Regions from separate parts of the Mus musculus genome. Here regions 1, 2 and 3 are each linked to region 4. A link is a contact called in public promoter capture Hi-C data. All regions are on one chromosome and are shown on one strand. Each heading gives the region's core, a stretch centred on a gene start, on an enhancer-like site or on the middle of the called end of the contact. The rest is flanking DNA. Distances are from core to core; before and after follow the strand shown.

Region 1 (2,915 bases), core at 73-2,572, 2.4 Mb after region 4:
TCGCCAGGGACTGGAGTGACAGATGGTTGTGAACTACTATGTAGACCTAGGCATTGAAGCCAGGTCCTCTGTAAGAGCAGCCAGTGCTCGTAAGCCGAGCTTCTCTCCAGCTTTATTCTAGATGTCTAGGCGTGCCATGGTACCTGTGTGGACGTCAGAGAACACGTTGCTGAAACCGATTCTCTATTTTCACAACGTGGGTCCTGGGATCAAACTGAAGTCACCAGACTTGGCCACAGGCACTCTTACCTGCTGCGCCCCCTCATGGGCCACAAGTCCCAAAAGCTCTTCCTCAGACTCAGAACAAGTCCGGGTGGAGGCGCTTACAAGGGGACTGATGAAGAATGTAGGGTGTGATGTGGGTGGTAGGTAGAGTGAGTGCGTGTCCTTGGCGAGGGTGACCAGGAACTTCTGATTCTTCCGTCTGCACCTTCCAAATGTTTGCATCACTGGCATGCGCCTCTGCATCTGATCCCCCCCGGCCCACCCCCCACCCCACCCCCATCCCCCCGCCAGGGTTTCTATGTGTAGCCTTGGCTGTCCTGGAACTCACTCTGTAGACCAGGCTGGCCTCGAACTCAGAGATCCACCTGCCTATGCCTTCCAAGTACTGGGATTAAAGGCGTGCGCTGCCTTTAACTACTGCCCCGCACTGCATCTGATGTTTTGTGTGGTGCTTGGGTGAATTGCCCTCTGAGCTTCCAGCATGCTGGGCAAGTTCTGTACCGAGTCTGTAACTTGAACCGCACTGGTAAGGCTTCGGAAGTGACACGGTAGGAAGTTTAGGAGAGGCAGCCTAAAAGTTAAGGACGGAGGAGAGCTTGGAGGACTCAGGGCCAGGAAAGGAGTATCTGTAAAAGCTGAGAGACGAAGGCTGTCCCTAGAGAGGCGCAGCTTCTCAAGGACAAAAGTGTATGAAGAGTATGAGGTGGCTCACGCTTCTAATCTCTGCACGCGGCGAGTCAGAGGCAGGGGTATTTCTTGGTTCCAGACCAGGCTGAGCTACATAGTGAGACACTATCTAAAAATTTCAAAGTGTTAGAAGCACGTGTCTCCTTGGTTTGTGAGTGGTCCGAGGAAGCAGACTTCTCGGGTAAAAATGCTGGCCGCCCAGCTCTGGTCTCAATTCGAGGAGACGCCCTGCGGGCCCATGTCCCCGCCCAGCTCTCGTCCCTGGCTCTGATTGGCTGCTCCTAGGGGCGGGGCTCACGCGCAGATTACGCCGGGCCTTTTCCCGTTGGCAGTCACGGCGGCGCGAGCCCGGAAGCGGACGGGGGCGGTGGCGGAGGCTTCTCCGGCCGGCCGGGGTTGCAGCTCCGTCCTCCCCACTCGCGGCTCTCCGCGGCCAGTGGCGTGGACAAAGACATGCAGTCCCCGCCCCCGGACCCGCTGGGCGACTGCCTGCGCAACTGGGAGGATCTGCAGCAGGACTTCCAAGGTATCCAGGTGAGCGTCCCTGCGGCCATCCAAGCCCCGAGCCACGTCTCTGTCTCGGGGACAAGGGTCAGGCAGTACTAGGTCACACATAAGGCAGCTCGGAGGGGTCAGGGGTCGAGACTCTCCCCTACTTTTCTTCTTAAATGTCTGATGGGAGCCCGGATTGCCCGCGCGTCCCCGGCGTGCCTGGGCGGGATCCCTCTGTGCCGGGATATCTCGACTTTGTGCAAAGGCCTTGAAAACTGATCAGGACTCTTCTGTTGCCCCTCCCCCTGCACTGCTACCCGATCTGGGACCCAGTCCCCTTCCTAAAGAGCAGTCACCCGAGGCAGAACCCAACGGGGCCCAGCCTTTTGGGTCAATTACCCTGCAAACTTGCAGCCGGACAACGCCTTCCCCGCCCTTGGCTAACTCTGCTGAACGCCGCAGGGAAGCAAGTTTAGGTAAAATTCGGGCCTGGTTGGGGAAATCTCAGCCATCTGAGACGGAGGGACAGCGCCCACCTAGGGACAAGAAGAGGCCCAGTACATGTGGCTCTTTCTTGTAGGGAGAGGTGGGCGGGGCAGACTGTACCAGGACCTCCTGGATTGGTAGAGCGACCACTGGAAAACCTCCCATCCCAGGATGGTGTTGTTTGTGGCCACTCTGTCTCCATACCAGAGAGAAGGAAACCAATGCTTCCTGGAAGGCTGTCACTGGGCAGAGGTGGCACATGCTAGAGTTTGAGGAGGATGCGGCAGCTTATTTTGGCATGAGAAACAGACCTAAATAGTGGAGCCTGGCCAATAGGAGACTAGGTTAGACCTTTGCCTCTATTGGACTGTTGCCTAGCCTCATGTGTCCAGGTTTCCCCAGAACGCTGGCACTAGAACTCTCCCTAGAGACCTACACAGCTCCATGTCTCCCAGTTTTGCCATCACCACGATGACCTCAGCCCCTGCCTTGATTTCCCCACACTGCCCCTTGCCCTTCGTTTAGGCTGCAACTTGCAAGGCTCACCCACCAGGGCAAAGTACTTGGGGAAGCTTTGGACCAAAGGTGCTTGCAGGAGGGGAGTGGATGGGAGGGACTGGCCTTAGGGCGGGAAGCCTGACGACCTTTAACCTGAGATGAAACGTCAGGAATGCCAGGGTAGAAGGCAGCATGGCTATCCCTGATTTCCATTCTTTCAGGCTGGGTAGGTAGGAGGATCTGAGAAAGGAAGGGGTGAGTTTAGGCAGCCCCTTTGAGAGCAGCAGTTCTCAGCCTGTGGGTCACCACCCCTTCAGGGAGATTGGATTACCTTTTCACAGGGATCACCTAAATAGCAGAATTACAGATAGGAAATAGCAATGAAAACAATTTTGTGGTTGGGTGGGTCAGCACAGCATGAGGACTGTATTAAAGGGTTGCAGTGTTAGGAAGGTCGAGAACCACTGGGCTAGAGTCCACTTAGAATTCAGACGCCCACCCGAGCTGGGGACAACTGACCTGTTGTT
Region 2 (3,032 bases), core at 208-2,707, 2.1 Mb after region 4:
ATGCTGCCATGATCCAGACATAGTGACATATGCTTGCAATCTTAGCTTATGGAGGGGGCGCCCTGGGGCCTCTAACTAAAGAAAATAACTAAAACAAAAAACTTGGCTCAGGCCCCTTTGATCTCTTTAAGTGTCTGTCGCCTCAGCCACCCACAGCTCCTATCTCAGGCCTCTACTCAAGCATTCCCCTGGCTATGCATCCCAGCAACTTGCTACAGCACTGCCAGGGCCATACAAATGCTCTGAAGTTATTTTTCATTCATTCATTCATTCATTCATCCATCCATTGCCCATTTTGATGGAAGGTGTTAGCCTGGTCAACAGAGAGCTAGAAGGGAAACATTTTAACATTCTTCCTGGCCTACCTGACTCCTGATCCTATTAGTATCTTGTAAGACAGATTTGTTTTTGTTTTTCAAGATGGGCTTTCCTGGAACTCCCTATGTAGATCAGGCTAGCCTGGGACTCACAGAGATCTGCCTGCCTCTGCATCCCAAGTGCTAAGTCTAATGGCATGCACCACCACTGCCCGGCTGTAAAGCTGATTCATACAGGTTTGTTTTCCCAAAAAAATTTCCCCCAAATCAAAGCCTGTTTTGGAGACAGGTTTCTCTGTAGTGTAGTCCTGGCTGTCCTGGAACTCACTCTGTAGACCAGGCTGGCCTCGAACTCGGAATTCCACCTGCCTCTTGTCTCCCGAGTGCTGGGATTAAAGGCATGCGCCACCACTGCCCGGCTGCCTGTGCTGTCTTAAGTCGCTCATTCCCTGTCTAATACAGGCGGCCTAGTGTTCAGCACTCCCTACCATTTCCATGCAGTCTCCCTTGTGCTCCGGAAGCTCACTCAAAACCAGACCCGTTCAGTCCAAGTTATTTACCACTGCCCCCCACCCCCACCCCTCACCCCCCAAAGTCACAGAGATGATGTGTGACAGCCGCTTCCCTACTGCCAAGGTAACTCCTAAAACCTGCTGGGCGGCTGAGGTCCGTTCTCCAGCCTCTCTGCCTTTCAAATGCAGAGATCTCGGCGTGCACCAGCATTTCCCCGCCCTTCCATTAATCAGCCGATGGCACTTGGTCCACCTTTTGGGTTTTGTGAATATTGAAGATATAAGCGCTCCAAACAACTCACCTACCGCGAGGCTTTGGTCCTTGGCTGTTTTACAGGCAAGCTGGGCCTTAGTTTCCCATTAAGATGAATAGATTTTCTGGCTATGACTCTTTTCCTAGTCCGTACCTGAAGGCAGATCTGCCAGGGCGGGTCCCTGTGGCGTTGTCTCTCGCAGATAAGACAGGTCCGGATGCCCTTACAGCCGCACTCCTGCAAAAGAGAAACTTCAGCCGCCGCCGCCATCGCGTCCTCCGATCAGTTAAGAGCGCAGGCGCGAGACGCAGGGGCCGCTGGGAGTTGTAGTCATCGCAGAAGCAGGAGGTGGGGCGTAAGGCTGGCGTTCTACTTCCTTCCGGTCGCAACGGACTCGCAAAGGGTTTGTTGTGCGCCACCTCCTGGGCTCCCCGGCAGCGGGCCTTAGCGACCGGACTTCGTGGAGGCGCGGGTTCGGTTGAGCCCTCGGCCACCCATGGCTCCTCTCACGCCGCAACTGCTCCTGCAACGTGGGCGACCCAAGACGGATAAGCTGGGGAAGATTCAGAGTTTGAAGTAAGAGCATGTGGGGTTGAAGCGGATCCGGGGCGTGGGGTTCTTCCCCGCCAGGGTGGTTTGATGGGCGGAATGCAAGGCTCAGACCCCTCCGTCTCCTCCTCCTGCCCGGGTTATTCTGTTATCCGGGATTCGAGCCCCAGTCGAATCTCGCGCCAAACGGAGATGTGGGAGATTGGCAGCCAACGCCCGGCGTCAGATAAACTTGGAGCGAACGCCCTTAGCCTTGCGCGGAGTGGAAAGACTGATGAGATACTAAGGGATGTTGAGGGATCCTGTGTAGCACGGAACGGGCTAGCAGGAACTAGTAAAAACAAGAAGGAACTTGGAAGTCTTGGGCTCTAAAGTCATTTTGTTTTGTTTGTTTGCTTGCCTGTTTGTTTTTGAGACAGGGTTTCTCTGTGTAGCCCTGGCTGTCCTGGAACTCACTCTGTAGACCAGGCTGGCTTCGAACTCAGAAATCCACCTGCCTCTGCCTCACAAGTGCTGGGATTAAAGGCGTGCGTGTGCCACCACTGCCCGGCAACAAAGTACTCTTTAAGGGAGGGAAGATGGGCCACAGAAATGATCTGCAGATAAAGGTGCCTGTCTGTCATCAAGCCTGAATTCAATCCCTTGGGCCCAGACAGTGGAGCAAAGCAGCTCCCTAAAACCATGACCCCCTTAATCACGCTTTGATTGTGCCCATTCCTATCCACACACCACACACAGATACATAGACACTCTGTAATACATAGAAAGGTAAGTTAGGAAGTGAGAAGGCTAGAACAGTTGGCATAGCTCAGTTGCTACATTGCTTACTAGACATGCACAGAGCCTGAGTATCCCTAGGGTTCCATCCCTATCAACACCTGAACAGCTCCCAAGGGGTGGCACATGCCTGTCATCTCAGCACGTGGGTAGGGGGAGGAGAGTTAAGTTCAAGGCTTTCCTGGACTACGCAATGAGTTGTGTAGGATGGGATCTCTTGAGTTTTGCGGCCAACCTAGTCTACATAGTTCAGGCTAGCCAAGTCTAAAGCAAGCTTCATGCTTGCACAAGAACTTTGTTGGTGGAAATCCCTCTGGGACAGATGGGGTAATTAATGGGAGGGTCTGGCCCGCTCCCTCAGCTCTCTTGCTCTCTGCCCTCACCCCAGTCTGTCGGGGCTGCAGCTGCTCTCAGAGCACTTGGATCCCAATCTCCTGGGGCGCCTGAAGAAGCTGAGGGAACTTGACCTCTCTAACAACTTGCTGGAGACGCTGCCTGCTAACCTGGGCCTGTCCCATCTGCGCATCCTTCGCTGTACCAACAACCAGCTCGGGGATGTCACTGCCTTGCACCAGTTCCCAGAACTTGAGGAGCTCAATCTGGAAGGCAACCCCTTCCTGACG
Region 3 (3,115 bases), core at 268-2,767, 2.1 Mb after region 4:
CTGTGGAGGCTCAACCAGCCTCCACCCTAGAGACCTAATTTCCACTGGAGCCCCTCCTCCCTTTATGCACAGAAACCCACCTTAAGTCAGCCCACCCTCCTCCCTCCCCATTGCCATGGCAACTGCTGAGCTGGCCTCTTCAGGCCCAGGGGGCCTTGAACTGGAACCGCTCCTGGCACTGAGAGTGCTGGGAGAGCCCGCCTGCCCGCCGGAGAGATGAACACACACACACACACACACACACACACACACACACACACACCTCCCCAATTCTCAGTTCTCTGTAGCCAGGAAACCCACCGGGACCCGGAGCGCACTTTGAACCCTAGGCCTCTGCCCCGCCCTTTCTTCGGTTTTATGATCGTGGCTTCTCCCCGACACTAGGATTTCAAGCACTTGGGTCCAGAAAGGGAAACTGAATCTTTGCAAATGAGGACATAAGAAAGCCACGAGACACGTTCTAGGAGTCACGCAGTTGACCTCGGGAACTCACTAAAAACAGTGTGACAAAGGGGTGTCCGAAAGCTCCCCAAATCTGGCGATGGATTAGAGGAAGCTTTATGAAGGACGGTAATGCATTTTAGGAGCCCTAGATTCACGACCTTGCTTTGACACCACCAGCTAACATTTCCTGTCTGTCGGCATCGGTTTTCTAATCTGTAAAGTGGTCCGAGGAGAAATGCCTTGCAGGGAGCGATTAAAGGGAGAGGCCCGGCAAAGTCAAGGGAGACTCTAAATCCTGCCTCTATGCATCCCTCCTGTCCCCTTGACCTACACCCCCACCCCCACTTTTCACACCTGCATGCCTTGCCCAAATGAATAGCGAATAGCGAACAAGTCCGGCGGACAACTCTTGGGGTTGTTATGGACTCCCAAACTACAGAGAGAGGGGGGGACACTCCGCCCCTTTCAGCCACACCCTGGGCAGTTCTTGCGATGCCATCCCAGTGCCAGTTTCAGTCTTTTAAAACTCCTGCCCCCCTATGAGCCCTGGCTTCCTGCTGTTCCCAGGTGGAGAAGCCCCTCCCTTGTCTCTAGCCCTCCGCCTCTAGCTTGCCCCTCCACTCTGTCAGGTATTCACAGCAAATCTCGCTGTCCCCATTTTCGTAGCCAGTCCCCCTCCGTGGCTGTACACGCCACATCCTCTCCGCTGCTCTCCTTGTGGGGAAGCCCTAAGGACCCCCCGCAAAGGTCAAGTATATAAAAGGGGATCCCATCAAAGTTGGGGTGGCCACCACCCGTACCCACTACTCACATGTCCTTGGCGGGCAGATTTTTCCCTTCTACGATTCGGATGGACAGCGAACTGCGCTTGGCCATTGCGGGTCGGCGACGTGGAGGCCTGGCGGGGAGGGGTTCGGACTCATGGGTCCCCTCTCGGGGTAAGGAGGGGGAACAGTGCGAGTGGCGCTGCAGGCAGGCGGGTGCGGAGGCCAGAGAGGGGAGCGCTGGGGCTGAGGGATCTCCGCTACTCCATTCACCCCTCCCCGCCCCTCCTGCGGGGGCGGGGAGACACTGCATGGAAGGACCAATCAGCGTCCTGGATGCCCAGAATGGGCGCGGCCTATGCGGCTTGCGTCCCTCATTGGCCACCTGGAAGGGAGGGCGGGCGGGGCCTGCCCCGAAGTGTAGCTGCTGGCACCCGGAGATTCTTCCACCACCAGGATCCCTCCTGGTGCTCTCGATTCTCAGAGAGAGAGCCCAGGCTCACGGAGGGACCTGGGTGTGCAGCATAGCTGCAAATCCATTAATGGCCGCACGCTGGGAGTAACTTGTCTGTGACAGACCTGGAAAGATGTGAAGACTCAGGCAGTTGGGAAAGTTTGAGGACATCAAATCTGGAAAACAGGATTGTTTGGGGCGTGTTTGTATTGTGGTTTCGTGTGTGTTCAGGTGTGCAGGTAGAGGCCAGAGATCACCCTCCGATTTCATTCTTCAAGATCCGTCCACCATTTATTTATTTGTTTATTTATTTATTTTTGAGACAGGGTTTTTCTGTGTAGCCCTAGCTGTCCTAGAACTCTCTCTACAGACCAGGCTGGGCTCGAATACAAAGATTCACTTGTCTCTGCCTCCCAAGTGTTGGGATTAAAAGCCTGCACCACCACCTCCAGGCTCTGGCTACCTTTTTAAAATTTTTGTTTTTTATTGGCTGATTGATTAGGGTGTGGCTTACATGTTGTGGTCCCAAGTGGAAATCAGAGGACACCCGCAAGAATCTTTTCTTTACTTTCACCAAATGGGTCCCAGGGATCAAATTCAGATTATCAGACTTGGGCAGGAGTCTTTCTACTGACCCATCTCCTCTGCCCCACCTTGTAAGACACAAGGTCTCTCATTGGCTTGAAACCTCCCCAGTAGTCTAGACTGGCTGGCCAGTGAGACTCCAGGATCCACCTTTCTCCATCTTGCCCACTTCTGGAGTTCTTTACAAGAGTTCAACACCATGCCCAGCTATCCATTAGTCCTGGGAACGAGTGATTCTTCTGCTTGCAAAGCAGTTTAGCAAGTGAACCATACTTACCTAGCCCTAGATCTGCATTCCAGCCCGCCATCGCTGCCCATACTGGTGACCAAACCTAGGTCCTTGAGTGTCCTGGTCAAAAATTCTGCTACGAGTGACATCATTTTATTCTTCTTTACCCCAAAATAAGATTCCATTGGGGATACAGACATACATACAGATTTTTTTTTTTTTTTGACACAGGGTTTCTTTGAGTAACCCTGACTGTCCTGGAACTCTATAAACCAGGCTGACTTCAAACTCACAGAGATTCCCCTCGCCTCTGCCTCTCCAAGTGCTGGGAATTAAGGGGTGCGTCATCAGCACCACTCCACCAGATTTTATTATGCTATGTGCACATATGCAGTACCTCTGGAGGCCAGAAGAGGGTATCAGATTCCCCCTGAAATTGGAGCCACCTACTGTAGGTGCTTGGAACCAAACTCTGGTCCTCGGCAAAAACACCAAGCTTTGTTAGTCTCTGATGGGGATCTCACTCTCTACTAAAATAAAATAGCCAAAAGTACCCCCAAGGAATTATTGTTTGTATGTTACTTAAAGACTATAAGATCGGGCTGGAGAGATGGCTCAGTGGTTAAGAGCACCAACTGC
Region 4 (2,994 bases), core at 246-2,745:
AAGCAGTCACTTTGAGGAATAAAGTATGAAAGCTAAGAGTGTACATACGCCAGTCAGTGGTGGCGCACACCTTTAATCCCAGCACTCGGGAGGCAGAGGCAGGTGGATTTCTGAGTTTGAGGCCAGCCTGGTCTACAGAGTGAGTTCCAGAGTTCCAGGACAGCCAGGGCTACACAGAGAAAACCTGTCTCAAAAAAAAAAAAAAGTGTTTTTACAGCTCTCCCCTCACTCCAAAGTTGGCTTAGGGTCTGGGAAAACAGTTCTGTAAGTAAAGCACTTTTAAGCTTGAGGACCTGAGTTCAGATCCTAAGAACCTCTGCAATGTTAGGTGATGTGGCACACGCTATCCCAGCATTCTGAGGTCAGAACTAGAGACAGGGGGTTCATATAGTTAACTTCTGCCTTTAATCCCAGCAGAGGCAAGTGGATTTCGGAGTTAGAGACCAGTCTGGTCTACAGGCAAGTTCCAGGACAGCCAGAGCTATAAAGAGAAACCCTGTCTCCACCCCCACCCCGACTCAGAAGAGTGGGGACACAGATGCAAAAATAAGTGAGAGATTAGAATCAAGTCATGGGTGTCAATGATAAAAACATGTTGTTGGGTGTAAAGTGAAGCAATAATGAATCCAAAGAAAAAGTTAGAGTTAGGGAGCCACAGGATATTTATTCAGTGACCTGGCTTCCTCCCTGTTGGGGATGGGAGGGGTGGTTGGGGGGAGGGCATTTACTAATGTAGCCAGAGGCCATGCTGCTTGTTGTAAAATCCCTACAGTGCACCCCATCTGCAAAGCCTCACACCGATGGGCAACTTCTAAGTGGTGTGGTGTCTTCATCTTCTCTTTATGAACTTCAGCTGGGGACTTACTCACCTTTAAAACCCCTAAAGGGGGCCATCAGGCCTGTAATTTAAGAGCGTCTCTGCCAGGGCGGGACTCAGTATGCCTATAAGGAATGAGTATTACACCCCACCCATGCAGATTGTCCAGATTTTTAACAAGGAGAGAAACGACTGAGGAAGATGCTCCATAGAGCCAGCGTTACAGGTTCTTGAACTACAATTCCCACAATACATTGGGGCCCAAGCCCGCAAGAAAAACCTAGATCCTTCTGGATGCCACCTGGGAAATGTAGTGCCACCTTAACCCTGCTTTCCCTCCCTTGTTCCCATTCAAGTGTTACCAAGCTCCAACAGAACCTCTTTCAAGACAGTCTAGTGATCCATCTATCCTAGCCCATTTGATTCAGCCTAGAGTTAGAGAGGCAGGAGGTAGATAGGGAGATGTAAATAGCAACTACTCCGTTTCTGTACCTTCGCATTTGCTGGGCAAACGTTCTGTGTCATCTTCCTCCTCTTTTGTCGCCTCAGCCCAAGCACCGTACGCTGCCAGGATGAAAAGCAGTATCTCCAGCCGCACAGGTCCCATGATAAAACGCAGTCCACACATACAACCACCCTTTGCCTTCAGACCAACTTCTGGAAGGCAGCGGGCCCTTTAAATTTAGGCGAAGCCCGCAGCAAGCTTTAAAAAAAAAAAAAAAAAAATCATAGAACGGTCAGCGCATGCTCAGAGCCAGCCCGAAAGTGGGTGGAGCGTGATGGCTCAGTTTTGTGGCGCCTTCTGAAGGTCCTGACAGCTGGGTAATGAAGATACAAATTGAAGTAATTAGAATAGAGTAATATGATCTTTACACATGCACGTAGAATGAAATTTTTATATAATTTCAGACTGTGAAACGATATGGTCTATTTTGACATAGGGAAGAACAGTGATAACTTTTTGGCTTCTGCCAGGACCTACTCCTGTCAGGGGGCGGGGCCAAGATGGCGCCGAGCGCCGGGTGAGCGGCGCTTTGGCAGCGGTGAGAGGCTTTTACTGCTCCCGGTGCTTGGCTGGCGGGGGAAAGTCTGAGGTGTATCCGTGAGGAGACCCTTTGAAAGGGCCCATGTGAGGACTGGGAAGAAGACGGTTGGTTGTGTGTCCGTGCTCGTGGGGACCCTGTGCGTGACTGCACTGGAAGGATGGTGGGGCGATGTAGTGGCTTGTGAACCTCCTGTAGCGCTGCCCGGGTAATCTTCGAATCACTTCCCTAGCTGAGAAAAATGATGTAAAGATATAGCTCAAGTTATCCCTTCTCTAAGAAGTCTTCCTGTCGCTTCCACTGATCTGAGAAACTCCCGAGGCTGCTAGAGTGTTTTATGAAACCTTAGTGGCAAGGGTACCACCACAGAGGACTGGGACCCGACCAGGTACAGAGTATGTGCTGAATAATTGTATTTCCTGTAGACAAGATTTAACAAAAGTCTGAGAAGACTTGGAATGAAAAGAACCAGTCCCTAGCACTCAGTTCTGAACACTCTTGAGGTTGGTTTCATGTCCAGTGTCAGGCAAGCTCCTTTCCTTTTAACCACAGAGTAAACTCCAAGCTTGAGTCTGTGTCTTTTTCATTTTGGTAATTGTTATACCAAGTATTTAGTGAACACTTACACCTTATTCATGCTGGGCAGTGGTGGCTCACGCCTTTAATCCCAGCACTTGGGAGGCAGAGGCGGGCGGATTTCTGAGTTCTAGACCAGCCTGGTCTACAAAGTTAGTTCCAGGACAGCCAGAGCTATACAGAGAAACCCTGTCTCGAAAAACCAAAAAAAGGAAAGAAAAAAAGAAAAAAAAAGACTTATTCATATATTTAACAATGCCCTAGGCACCAGATAGGTCAGTGAACATAACAGACATATTCTTGTTTACTGGTGGGGTAAGGATAATAAACAAGAAGAAATAATAGCCAGGCTTGGTGGTAAACAGCTGTAAAAGGCAGGAGGCTCTCCAAATCAAGACCACGGGATGAATTCCAGACGAGCCTGAGACCCAATTGTAGAAGGGTTGTTTAACATGTGGAAGGTCTTAGATTTAATCTAGAGTGATTTTATATATATACATATTATATCACTATTATTAAGAAGAAGAAGAAAACATAGCAAACAGGTAAAGCCAGGCA

The links. Promoter capture Hi-C pulls out the DNA fragments that hold promoters and counts their contacts.
Region 1: a promoter capture Hi-C map of pre-B cells shows a contact between it and region 4, with 2.5 times the contacts expected there. The contact joins the promoter of Tmem120a here to the promoter of Cnpy4 in region 4. A contact is called at or near these places in 2 of 39 promoter capture datasets (liver and pre-B cells).
Region 2: a contact with region 4 is called in a promoter capture Hi-C map of liver, with 4 times the contacts expected there. The contact joins the promoter of Lrwd1 here to the promoter of Cnpy4 in region 4. A contact is called at or near these places in 2 of 39 promoter capture datasets (liver and pre-B cells).
Region 3: a contact with region 4 is called in a promoter capture Hi-C map of liver, with 4 times the contacts expected there. The contact joins the promoter of Rasa4 here to the promoter of Cnpy4 in region 4. A contact is called at or near these places in 2 of 39 promoter capture datasets (liver and pre-B cells).

What each region holds. Positions count from the first base shown.
Region 1 is chr5:135,742,579-135,745,493 of GRCm38.p6, reverse strand. Tmem120a (transmembrane protein 120A) reads left to right here and starts at 1,322. Exons shown (of 12, transcript NM_172541.2): 1 at 1,322-1,446. The coding sequence starts at 1,366.
Region 2 is chr5:136,134,499-136,137,530 of GRCm38.p6, reverse strand. Lrwd1 (leucine-rich repeats and WD repeat domain containing 1) reads left to right here and starts at 1,457. Exons shown (of 15, transcript NM_027891.4): 1 at 1,457-1,659; 2 at 2,798-3,032. The coding sequence starts at 1,580. Alkbh4 (alkB homolog 4, lysine demethylase) reads right to left here and starts at 1,386. Exons shown (of 3, transcript NM_001347492.1): 1 at 1,237-1,386. The coding sequence starts at 1,353.
Region 3 is chr5:136,082,318-136,085,432 of GRCm38.p6, reverse strand. Rasa4 (RAS p21 protein activator 4) reads right to left here and starts at 1,517. Exons shown (of 21, transcript NM_133914.3): 1 at 1,256-1,517. The coding sequence starts at 1,320.
Region 4 is chr5:138,186,036-138,189,029 of GRCm38.p6, reverse strand. It overlaps Cnpy4 (canopy FGF signaling regulator 4), which reads right to left and starts at 1,495. Exons shown (of 6, transcript NM_178612.4): 1 at 1,310-1,495. The coding sequence starts at 1,445. Taf6 (TATA-box binding protein associated factor 6) reads left to right here and starts at 1,804. Exons shown (of 15, transcript NM_009315.4): 1 at 1,804-1,860.